2 separate regions of the Gasterosteus aculeatus genome follow, and region 2 is linked to region 1. The links are chromatin contacts, called in public Hi-C maps. All regions are on one chromosome and are shown on one strand. Each heading gives the region's core, a stretch centred on a gene start, on an enhancer-like site or on the middle of the called end of the contact. The rest is flanking DNA. Distances are from core to core; before and after follow the strand shown. Region 1 has its middle 87 kb from the start of efnb3b. Region 2 holds the start of efnb3b (ephrin-B3b).

Region 1 (6,280 bases), core at 1,498-3,997:
TTGCCTACAAGTGAGGCCTTTGATAGAGTACATTGTTTACACACACACACACACACACACACACACACGGATTGATGCATCAAGGTGAACAAGTACTGGATCTATTTCCCACAAGAAGTCATAGAACGGCTTCTCCCAGGGCGTGAGTGGACACACTGCACACCATGAGCAGACAAACAGCTAGTGAGAGAGGCTGCAGCACCTGCAGGCCCCTGGGCCCCGGTCATCATCCAGGCCCCCACCTGCACCACGGCTGAGTAACGGGGCTACTTCCATTAGACTACCATACAAAAACGCTAGTTAGACACAGAGGGAGACACGTGGACGTTATGGACAAACACATTGTCTCCTAAAAATAGACTAAACTCTCCAAATCTCATTGCGCCAACTGGAGCATGCCGATGGTTATCCCTCCGCAGAGAGCCTACAACATGCAACACACTGAAGAAACAAATAACAGTCCCCTGCTTAACAGAGCGCGTTGGGCAGAGAACTCGAGTGGCCACGTCGCTACCTCGGGACATCGGCTGGGATTAGTGCGCAAAAAGCAGCAGTGCGCCACACGCATCAGAGAACCAGCCAGCGACATGTGGGTCAGAAACACAACGACCGTGAGAAGGAACTCATACCTTCTCGCCGCGCGGTGTTCAAGGGACCCTCGGCGGCCGCGACGCACGTCACGACGCACCAAACTCCGGTCAATTTTTTCCTCCACGCCAGCAGAAGTTTGGGTTTTGACTGTTCTTCACGTGTTGACATTCATATCTTTTGGCAGTCTGTTTATTTCGCCCCGTTGCTGTTTTCATTTTCCGCCATGTTGACAGGAGCTGCCGATCTGCACACCTGCAGCACCTTCACCATCTGATTGCCACCTGACCAATCAACAAGGAGCACAAATAATACACCGAAGTATTTCACGCATATTCAGAATTGAATAGACTGCAATGTTTTGTTTTTTAATGTCCCAGGTATATTATTTTTCGTTTGTATACAAGCCATATGTTTTTACGTGAACTATTTAATCATTGTTATCACAATTTTATATTATAATTTATGTACATACGTCCTGGGTTAGCATACATGACTTAGACACAAACAAATCCTTCACAGTAAAGTTATAGCCATGGGGGGGGGAACAACACTAATTCAGAAATGTGAGAAGGGGGTATGTGCATGAGAAGTGAGTGATTAGGTTTAGAGTTTCAACCTTGGGGCAATAGTGGGCAGCGAACACAGGAGAGTAAGTTTCTGTGTGTGTGTGTGTGTGTGTGTGTGTGTGTGTGTGTGTGTGTGTGCGCATCCGTTGCCATGCCTGAAGTGTTATTGTACCAGCGCTGTGTCTTTTCGTTTCAACCCTGAAATCTTTCTGTACACAGCAATCCGTTGACCCTCACCTCAACATTCTGAAAATTGCTGAAGCTTTGAAACATTTTCCTCCAATCATCTTGAGAGAATGACTCATTTTGAGGGCACTTTCAGCACCACAGAGGAACAAGGGCGTTCTCTTATTACGCATGTATTTATCTTCTTCTCTCTTTATTGTCATTTAATTAAGTCATTTAATTTAGCCTTTGCCCATATCCGCTGACACCAGTATCAGCACTCTACACTGTATTAACTCTTTTTTTCCCCTTAACATGTTACCGTAGTTTTATTATATATATATTTATATTTTAAGCATTCAATGTACCACTAATTACTTCTTTCAGCTTCTGTATCCATAAAAACAAGTGGTTAATAAAATAAGCAGACTAACCCAATTAGTTGGTCGTCATAAGGGGGAAATGACACAGTTCACTAATGGTGGCGTTTTTTTACCCCCCTTGATGCATTTTACGACTATATACTCCATAACGAACACAAATGCCACACTCCTTTTGTTATGTTGAATACATAAAAATGGTAGTTGAACTAACTTGCTGGAATTACCCCTCCTTAAAGTTCTTTTTGTTACATCTTCTAACAAATGTCCGCCTAAAAACAAATCATAGCTGTAAATGTATTTGTTTCAACAAAGCAGACACGATGGCCACCCAAGAGTCAATATAATCTCTTCTTTTCCAATCTGCCCGGGCTTCCATTTCTTTTCTTCTTCTTTTTTTCTTTGGTTCTTAGAGCTAATCTAATATTAGCTCTGCTCAATGGAGGTAGATGACCTTTGAGTCAAGGTTCTTTTAAGTCTACTATGGCCTGAACCACTAATGATGTATGGTAGTCTAAAGCAAGAGTACGCACAGAGCTTCATTGGCTACTTAATGGTGGCTGTTTAATAAAATCCCTTTACCCCTCCCTCATAATTGTGTCCCTCTTTTTATTGGAAATGTTTTTCAAAGAATCCACTCAGCGTGCGGAGAAGGAAATTGGAGGTGCCGAACAACGTGCACACAGAGTGTGTGTTTGTGTACCCCCCCCTGACTCAGAGGATAAGACGTGGCCGAGACAATGGCGTTTGCTGCTGGTGCTAAAGGCTCATCATAGCCGACCCCCTCCGCCCCCCCATCTCGGCTGACGCACAAAAAACACAAACACACCGTGGAACACACACGCTCCAGCTGGGACGGTACCCGATGGCAGCCACTGGGACTCCCAGATGCCCAGGTGGTGCAGGAAACCCTGGAGCTATGCCCGGACTGGCACAGGAGAGACGGCCTACACACTTCGAAAGAAATCAGCTCACACATACAGACAAGTGTGCACAGTTGCGGCGGCTTACGCACACCCATAAAGCTCATGTTCCTACGGACACACACACAAAAGCACGCCCCTTGCTCACTCCCCACCTTCTCGCAATTAACACTGCTCCTATAGCTGCAGGCGCAGAGGAAATGAGGTTTGGGTTTTGTAACTGTGAGCGTGTGTGTGTCTGTGGGTGTGTGTGAGTGGAAGAGGGGGAGAGAGTTGTAAGAGGTAGAAGGATTAAGGAGGAGGTGGTTGGAGGGTTATGGTTGGCGAAGGAAATATAATGTGTGGAATGGAACTATGTACTCAGGGTACGGTAATGGCCGTGCATAAGAGGTTGTGTGTGTGTGTGTGTGTCTGGGTACATACGCGCTCCCCGGATGTGTGCGCACCCCTGCGTGTGCATACGTGCACCCACATTAAGTTGTTCCCACCCCGTTCCCTCTCTAAGTATCATGTTCAGAGGCTGCAGTTCGTTCCTGTCGGTCTGATTGTGTTGTTGTGCAGTCATGGCTAATTACCTTGATAGTCTGTTGACAGCGCTGAGACAATTAAACAACCAAATGGGAAACAGGAGGGGGAACTTGTCTGAAATGTCCTCTCTGAGAGTTGAACCAAAGAGTGATTCATCCCCAACATGTGTTTACAATAGGAAATTGTTTACAGGTTAAAGCGATGGAGTTTGGTTAGCAGAATGTAGGAACGCCCGCCACGATGTCAGCTCCAGAGTCAAAGAGATACAAACGTTTACAGGTTGTAGGAGAGCAATGTATCCAACATTATCGTGGACCCCTGTACTATCTGGGCTGATCTAATATCAGTGTGCAGCATTCAGTTTGTGCAAACCTTTATAGGGAGACACACAAGGTGAAAAGGGAAAGATAAATGAACTATATGACGCCAGGGAAACTTCACCAGTAATTGAGACAATTATTTTTGGGGTTTTAAATCAGGGAATGAGGCATGATCTTAAATGTGTACTAACTTCTCTATATGTAAAATCAGATTTTGGGACATTTCCAGGTAAAAAAAAAGAGGTTTCCTTTAGTTGACAAAACAGTCACCATGTTTTATGAATAAAATTTTCTGAATATTCAGCTAATTAATTATATTTCAAAAGCCTCTTCCAGAGTCTTTTCAAAAAGTCAGAATTTTAATAACCGGACTTCTTTTAGAATAGTGTAAAGGCACAATCTAAAACATGCATTTTGGTATTTATTTGTGTCTGTAAATATCTTCTAAATTAACTAAACATTATCATAGATAATGCCTCTGATACTTGTAAAATGTTAACTATGCTGAACTATGGTAGTGAACATGTTAAACAAGTAGCGTGGAACCTTGTCCTGTGAAAATGCGGTTAAGGTTAGAGTGAGCATTGTGCAGCATGCTGATGTTAGCATTTAGCTCAAAGCACCACTGTGCATAAGCGCTGCCTCACAGAGCTGCTAGGATGACTGTAGTCTCATTAATTGTTGCCAAGTCTACATTTCTGCAAAGACACAGCTCAGCTATATTTTAGGCAACTGAGGGTGAAAAAAAGCTGGTAAAGCAACAAATGAGAAACCAAACCAAATATGTGATCATTTTGTCCAGTTTCCAATAACTGTGAATCTACATAGCAACCCAAGTTACAGTACGACCTTTAGATAATCAGATTTAGAAGCCCAGGTTGACCATGAAAACTACCGGTCCCATTTGCAGACTCGTATTATCTATCAGCCGCCCTTTGACAGAGAAATCTGCACATACATATAAATAAGACCAGCCTGTTCCATAGGTGATAGCGGCATCCATTATGTACACACATTACATTCAAATGAAATTTGCATAAACATGATTTGGGAATTAAGAGGGTTAGTGTCGCTTGGCGGTGGGGGGGGGGGTCAGGGCTGAGAAGAGGGTTAAAGATGCATTATGGGATTTCTAAGATTTTCGAGGCATTCATCCTACAATAGCACGCGCAGGGCGTGAAACTCAGAGAGAGAGAGAGGATGTGACACGACAAAGGTTGCGAGCAGAATTAAAATCCACAAAAGCCTTAAAGGGTACGACTACATCGTCTGAACTACCACTTCACTCTTGGGCGTAAATAAACTGAGGGTACGTCCACAAGGGTTCACGGAGGCCAATGGCAAACTTTCCCCCAACATTATTATTATTATTATTTTGGCTTCTTTGTTCCAGAAGAATAGAAATGTTCCCAAACGACCCACAGCACCGACATGCATCTCCACCTCCAGAGCGCAGTGACGCGTAATCAGTCCTTGCATCGAGAGTTCACTCAGCCTGCGTTTGTGCAAAATTCACGCAACCGCGGCCGGCAGCAGGGCCAGCTTGGCACCAGCGTTGTCGCCGCAGACCGATCCCAGATTGGGTCTCGAAGGGTTGCAGGGGGGGTCAGGGTGTTGGTGATGGTGTTGGTTGGGTGTAGGCCACAGTTGGCAGGGTTGTTCACACACTTAGGGCAAACCCAAGTGTGTGTGTGTGTCTCTGTGGCTCCTGGTGTGTGTTGGCAGGACGTGCGCTGGCATTGGGCCCCGTCTGACACCGATACAGTTGGTCCCCTCTGGATTTCCATTGCACCCCCTACTCTCCTACACCTCCTCCCCCCTCCATCTCATCCTCACTTCCGGGAGGGGGGGGGGGAGGGGGGGGGACTGCCTACTTTGCACCTCTTCTCCCCTTCTTCCTCCTCTTCCTCCTTATCCAAAAATAATTGAACAATAAAATAATGAAGCTCAGTAGGGACACAAAATAAAACTTTATGGCTGCATTCAGGCATTGGTCGAAGAGGAACTGCCATCATATTACCAGTGGATGCCAATATATGATATAATAAAAAAGCAATAACTGCCCAAAGTAACTGCGGATCATAAATCACCATATAACTATAACCACATTTTCACAACAGACCCATCCTTTCCTGTCTGTTGTACTGTTGTTGTGCACCCAGGAGTGTCCACACAGCATTTTTAAAGCCAAATGTCCCTTTGTCTGGCAGATTATCTGTCAATATTAAGATTTTCCACATCTAGGCAAACGTCATACCTCTCAGATCAAAAACGAGTTGCTGTTGTTTTTCTTTGTCTTTATTGATATTTTAGACCTGCTGAATTAGCTAGTGTAATACTAAAAGTTTTAGTAAGTGGAGGCGCACAGTTCTTAGATGGCAAACAGAAAGCTTCCTTCCTTCCCCCACTGCTCCTCCCTTGCGTCTGACGTCTTTGTTCCCTCTCTGGTCCTCATCTGTTCCACATCCAGGACAGTAGTCTGCCTGCATCTGCGGGTGTTTTCTTTATTTATAGGAAGCTTGGGACGGCAGCGGACAGGAGGTTCTGGATAGATCAGCCCCCGAGCTAACACCAATACACTTTGTTCTGTCTGAGTGTGTGTGTGTGTGTGTGTGTGTGTGTGTGTGTTAAGGAGGGGGAGGATATGAACAAAGACTGGAGGGGGTCTTATACCACTAAAACTTCTCCAGGCACCAAACAGCACATCTGTGCAGAAGTTAAATCAAAATTTACCGTGAAGACACATTCTTTCTTTCCTCTCATCCTTCCGAAGTAACCCCCCCCCACCGACACACACACACACACAC
Region 2 (6,280 bases), core at 1,737-4,236, 87 kb after region 1:
AAAAACGGAAAATAAACTACTGGAGGAATGACTAAGCTGATTAACTATGAATAGTAAGCCTCACGAATAAGCCCCAAAGTATACAATAGGCTTTGTATTTTGAATATACGAGCGAGCAAATCTGTGGGAACGACTACGGAGTCGGCCCGTCGGAGCCACCGCCCCTCTAATTGCCAGCGAGGCCCGACACCCACCCGACACCCACCCGACACCAAACTCCATTAGGACACAATAGCGCGGAATCACCTGTGAGGCCTGAAAAGCCCGAGCTGCTGGCTTCTCGCTGAGAACCGCCCTCGCGTGTCCAACTCTACTCCCTGTCGGGTGAATCCACCCACTGCTGACAAAAAAAAAAAAAAAGCCCTCATTAAGGGCTTCATGGCTGGCTCCACAGCAGGGGGGGGGGGGGGGGGGGGGGGCACGCACAGTCACATCTGTGGAGAAACCGGGCAGGCCATGGCCTCCAGCACGTTAAAACCTGTTAGACTCTTTAAAAGAAAAAGCCCCCTGGCGTGGGTGTGAGCTGAGAACGGCACGGTTTGGTGGAGTTCCACATCAGTGAGCCTCAATCTGCTTTTGTAGCTTCTTTTTGTGTCATTATGAGGTGAGTCATGCAGGCAAAACGTCGAAGAAACGGGAGCGGGGACGGCGGTGCCTCAAGGCTGATGGTTTGGTGGACTTCATGAAGCATTTATTAAGATGAGGAATATAATGATGATGATGATGTATAAATATACATGTATAGTAGAATATGTCAAAGGTCTGAAAATGAAGCCTGGTGTCTCTGAATTCCGCACACAGAGGCCGCCTTGTTACCCCCCCCCCCCCCCCCCCCCCCCCCCCTCTTGCCGCCGGGCGTCTACTCAAACACTGGGAAATTAGCAGAGGTGTTAGGAAAGTGGTGTCGGTCGTTAAGGCCGGACAGGCCGGGAGGTGTTTTTAAGACATTTCCTCCGCTAATGCCCGACACCTTGTCCCGAGGACAGAAAGAAAGAGACCCAAACCAGCGAGGGCCGAGCCGGTGTTTGAGAGGCCTGCGGGGGCCGCGGGGGGCCCCTGGACCTCCTGTATATCAAGGTCACCCAGGAGCACCAATTAGAGCATCTCACACACACACACACACACACACACACACACACACAGTACAGGAGAGCTGCAGCTGGATCCACCGCTGTAATCCGCGCCGAGGAGACAAATGACCGGAGCCGCGCGAGGTGCGCACACGTCGGGTGCGCGCAAACCCGCGCGGATCGATGGCAAACCAGCGCAGTGAAACAGCGGTGAACCGCTGACCTCGTGCAACTTCGCGCAACGCTCCGTTAAGTGAAGTTGCCCGCGTCGGCTCCTCCGCACGGGTCGCTGATCGCCGTCGCGTCGGTCGCGCAAATATCGAGGCGGTGAATCGACAGAGTCGAACAAGAAACTCACCGCTCGTTCAGAGAATTCCAGTAGATCGGCTCCATATTGCTGGCCGTCGTCGCCAGTAAATCCAGTAAGAATATCAGAAGGAGCCCCATTCCATTGGCACTTCCTCGACACGCCATTTCAACCCTGAAGCCCAGCACAAGCAGCCCCATTCAAAGGAAGCGGGCCAATCGTTTTAGTTTTGTTGTTGTTGTTGTTGTTGTTGCTTTAGATGCGTGTGGAGAGAGGAGATTAGTCGAAACAATGGAGGCGAGACTGCAGCCGAGCCGGCTTGTATAGACAGTCAAAGTGTGAAGCGTACAACCTCAGGGGATCCGGATCAGGTGGACCGGATCAGACCTACTGGATAATTTAAAAAATAAATAAACTGGAAATGTGCTGGAGAAACTTGCTCAATCCGCGCGTCTGGATGTCCACAAACCAACGAGAGTTGTGCGCGTCCACGGTGGGTTTTCTACTATTTCAGCGGCGATCCCACGACTTTCCACCTCAATTCGGTCGTTAGTCCTCCTTTTTCTCTTCTCCTCCTTCTCCTGCACTCAACCACAACTCCGCCGAATGGACTTTTCGGACGTCAGTCTATTCGCGGAGCCTCTCGGTGCGCCCTGGTTGTCTCCCCGCGAACAATGTTCCCTTGTTGTCCGTGGCGACTCTGTGGGATTTCTCTCCCATTACCTTTTTGTTTTCGTTTATTGTTGAAATAACACTCCCGACATGTCGGGCCGGACCGAGGAGAAACGTGCTCCGTGAGGGGGAGGCTGGCGGAGGGGGGGACGCGGTTAAAAAGGAGAAGATGTCACGCGTGTCCTCGGCTCCATCCTCGTGAGGACATGTTGATGGTGGTTTAGTCAACGCGCAGCGCGGTCCTCGTTCCCGTCTCTGCGCGGGGGTGGAAAGGTTCAACGCCGGTGGTAAATCCGCAAATTCCTTCAGCGACGGATTCGATGATGGAGAAAAAAAAATCAAGATCCCAAATGAGGAGAAGTGCAGGAATCAATTCAAAACCAGCAAACTGGCAGAAACAAACCAAAGAACTATAAAAGCATCTCCGCTCTCGCAGTCTGGAGAAGAAAAAAAGAGGCCGACGTGAAACTTGTGTAGTGATTTTTCTTTTTTTTTCTTTCTTTCTTTGACAAAAAAAAAAAAACGAAGGAAAAAATCAGTCGCGAGTCGTGCTCATCGGTGCCCGGTTTGGATTTGGACGCATATCAGATGTGGCGCATCATCTGGAGCCGGAGGAAAGCGCTTCTCGCGGTTATCTCATCCGTCTCTCCGCTCCACAATCCCACTGCTTCGACTTGCCCGACTGCTCGCCGCACATTGACAGACCGACTGGCTGGTTTGAGAGGGGGAGGAGGGGGAGGAGGAGGAGAGTAAAGAGGACGTGCGTGAGTGTGTGGGGGGGGAAGAAAATCCCATCCTCCGACCGGCAGGCAGGGCGCACTGACGGGGCGCAATTCTTCCAGTTTTTTTTTTTTTGTTGGGGGGGGGGGGTGTGTATCGAGTCACTCTCAGCGCATCCTTGCTGCTCCTTCTCTATGGGTTTCACCCCCACCCAACACACACCCATTGGACCTTTGGACTCCCTGGCGCGCTATTCTGCATCCTTTCAAAAGTGACCCCCCCCCCATCACACAACGCCGTGGTGGAAGAACAACAGCGCCACCTCCGCATGCAACGGGCATCACATGCGGCTCTGCAACAGGGTTGTATTGATGGGATCCACCTGGCCTTTTATGTAAGGATATTACACAAATGTCTCCCTGAGGCCATATTTTTACTTTTACTAAAGATAGAGCCGCAGCTCATAATGACGACATTTAAACACGGGATCTTTGGAACAGACGTGCTTCCTTGACAGGAGTGAATACACGCGTGATCAGTGGACTGGACTCACTTCATAAGTCTGTCGCCCAGTCTAAACAAAAGAAAACACCTCTCTCTCTGTGTGGGATGATGCCTCCCCCCTCCCCCATTCTCTCCCACGCTGCCCTCCTGTTGACAGCAGGGGAAGTGATCCAGCATCCAGCAGAACTGCTTCTAAGTGATCCGTTCAGTTGATGCAGCACAGGACGAGCCGGGAAACAGGCCCCGCTTAGGGCCACACACACACACACACACACACACACACACACACACACTCCAGTCTGTTTACACTGTGGAAAGAACACTGCTACAGATTCACTTTCACACTGTCACACACGCACAGTTACATGTATGTGATGGGACACGTGGGCCTGTTAAAGCTGGGACTGCACTGCCCCCATGTGGTGGGAACAGTGCAGGACATCCTACAGTTTAACCTGCTCTCTACCAAATCCCCCCTTCATGATTGTACTGCTTTCCACAGCTGCACCCGAGAACAAACACGTCATATTACAAAGACATTTTATGAGGAATGGAGATGTAAAGTTAAATGTTAATTTTATTTATGTATTTATTTAACTTTATTCCTTTATTTTAAACTAAACCATAGCCCTATAATACCAACTCATACCATTATTTTGTATTTTATTCCTCGTGCACTGTTGTCTTGTCGTCCATTGTCGTACTATTTGCTGTTACGCACCAACCGCCAAGTCAAATTCCTTGTTTATCTGACGTATTATGGCAATACATGTTTCCTTATTCCTGAATCCTGAGGAACAACTTAACTACGACTCAGCCTATAAACACTTATTTTTATGCTCTGAATGTAATTATGTCAACAGGGTTAAGATGTCTCTGTATTTGAGTGCATTAATCGTAGTAGGGGTTTAAAATAAGTGGGTATTTAGGAGCTTATTGATCCAGTGTGTGAAAAGTCCACCAGTCCCGTAGCTGCAGTACAGCACAGATCCAGACACCTACACCCAGAGACAAACCAAGAGGAGAATATGCCTTTAAGGCTTTTCATGGGAAACGTTTCACTTATAAGAGAGAGAGGGATGAAAGATTTCCCCCCTGTTGTTTTCACACAGTCAGGGAGAGAAAGCAAAGTGAGTCAGAGACAATATGGAGACGCGGAGGGGGGGGGCAAAAGCAATAGAAAACTCAGGTCCCCATTGACCGCAGACCTGAAGCTGTCAGGGTTTTAGCGTGTTTCTCAAGGGAACCTCGACCTTAAGCGGAGCAGATCAGTGGTCTTAACGGGGCTGAGAGTTCATCTGCACATCAACACAAAAGCTCAAGCCTTTCCTCTGCGGTGCTAAATTACAGCGTGCCTTCAGCAAGAAATGTAATTGTGGGTTAAGCGATCCAAACGAGAAAGACATGCAGCGGGGAGGTTTCATGCACATGGTCAGGGAGAGGGAGCCGGAGCCCGTCGCGCTGACCTCTTGTGACCTTGGCACGCCGCACGACAGCGCTAAATGTAGTGGAGGAAGACGGACCGGTTCACCGACAACAGCGGTTCAGAGGTGCAGCTGGCGTGAACAAGAAAACAAAAGCAAGCCTCCCTGCTCCCTCTGGGAATCTATTTGTGTGGGAAAACCTGGCTTTAAAAAGTGCAGAGACGCACCACCTACATCCAATCTGCCGCCGCGCCGAATGACCGAGTGCGCTCAGCCGAAAGAAGGAAGGGGATGATGTCGGCGTGCATGCTTCATTTACACCCATAGGTGCCCTGTCGCTGTGTATTAGGGCTTATTTACTCATGCTGACCTCATTTACTGCACCGACCTTCAACTCGTCTTCATAACCGCATCCTCTCCCTGGTGACTCTGGCTACAGTCTGCTCCAGCGGACAGACCTCGCCACACACATTATGTACTACACACACACACACAAAACCGAGCATCCCTTTCACACAGCATGTATGGCTGCTGAGTGCATGGTTGGCAGTACGCATGTCGCGGTCAGGGTTAAGGTTAAGGACAGACACGGTGGCGGCCATACGAAGACCAAAGACACGACAACGTGCGCCCTGGTGGGAGTGAAATTCCCGCCGAGGGAGGCACAGGGCCGCGTGAGCACGTGCGTCCGCGGGGATGTGGGTTGGCGGTGGAGCAACACCCGCCCGCCTGGCGGTTGATAGATCTCAGTTGGACATCTTTATCCTTCAGCATCTGTCTGCCCCTGTGAGCTTCCTCTTCCTCCCGACACACACACACACACACACAGCAAACACCCACCCTCGTCCACCACACACACCTTGTCCTATCTTCCCGTTGCAGAGATATGGGGTCGGGGGTGTGGGGATGGAGGGGGGTAAATGAGTGGAGGTGAGGGGTTGAGCAACATGGGATGTGCAGATCACACACATCCGGAGTGACTCACCGATTGTGCATGAGCAGACAGTTTGAACCTGACCATTGATCTCGCCCCCCCCCCCACACACCGGTGGTGGTCTACTTAAGCAGTCTGTCTGCGTGTGTGTGTGTCTGAGTGGGTGTGCAGCAATTCTGTAGCCACACTTTCAAGGACTTTCCCAATGCCGGCCCTTCTCCTGATTTACGGAGACCATAGTTGTAATTGTACCCTCAACCTCTGATCTCAGTATGATGATTAGTGCGCCGCATGGTTCAGGTGCAGTACGCGGTTTCCACTGTACAGGGAGTGATCGGCCTCTTCATCTCAACCTTCCTTCAGCCATACCAAGAAAAATACGTTTGCATCGTGACTCATAGGTCACTGCAAGAGCGTTCTATGAACCGAGCGTTTGCCTGGCAACCGTCTTAAAAAAAGAAATGTCTGCCTGCAACCATCCGCTCGTTTCATATGACCAACAGCCATATGCCAAACAATTTAAAAATAAACATCCAATGTTTGACGAGATAATTGAGAATTAATTAATGGAATTAGCATAATTTTCCGACTGTCCTGTTTAACGGACCATCTCACAAACCTCGTGACCACAGCCGCTTATGAAGGTAGA

The links. A called contact is a pair of places that touch in the nucleus more often than the background predicts.
Region 2: a Hi-C map of whole body shows a contact between it and region 1, with 3 times the contacts expected there. The contact joins the promoter of efnb3b here to the enhancer-like site in region 1. A contact is called at or near these places in 3 of 6 Hi-C or Micro-C datasets (liver, tail fin and whole body).

What each region holds. Positions count from the first base shown.
Region 1 is chr7:9,656,889-9,663,168 of fGasAcu3.hap1.1, forward strand. No RefSeq gene overlaps it. Among protein-coding and RNA genes, the nearest start is that of efnb3b, 87 kb to the right of the region's middle. Within about 2 kb of position 2,748, at least 2 of the 9 cell types and tissues checked have open chromatin away from gene starts, as enhancers often do.
Region 2 is chr7:9,743,584-9,749,863 of fGasAcu3.hap1.1, forward strand. efnb3b (ephrin-B3b) reads right to left here and starts at 2,987. Exons shown (of 5, transcript XM_040181656.2): 1 at 1,429-2,987. The coding sequence starts at 1,577.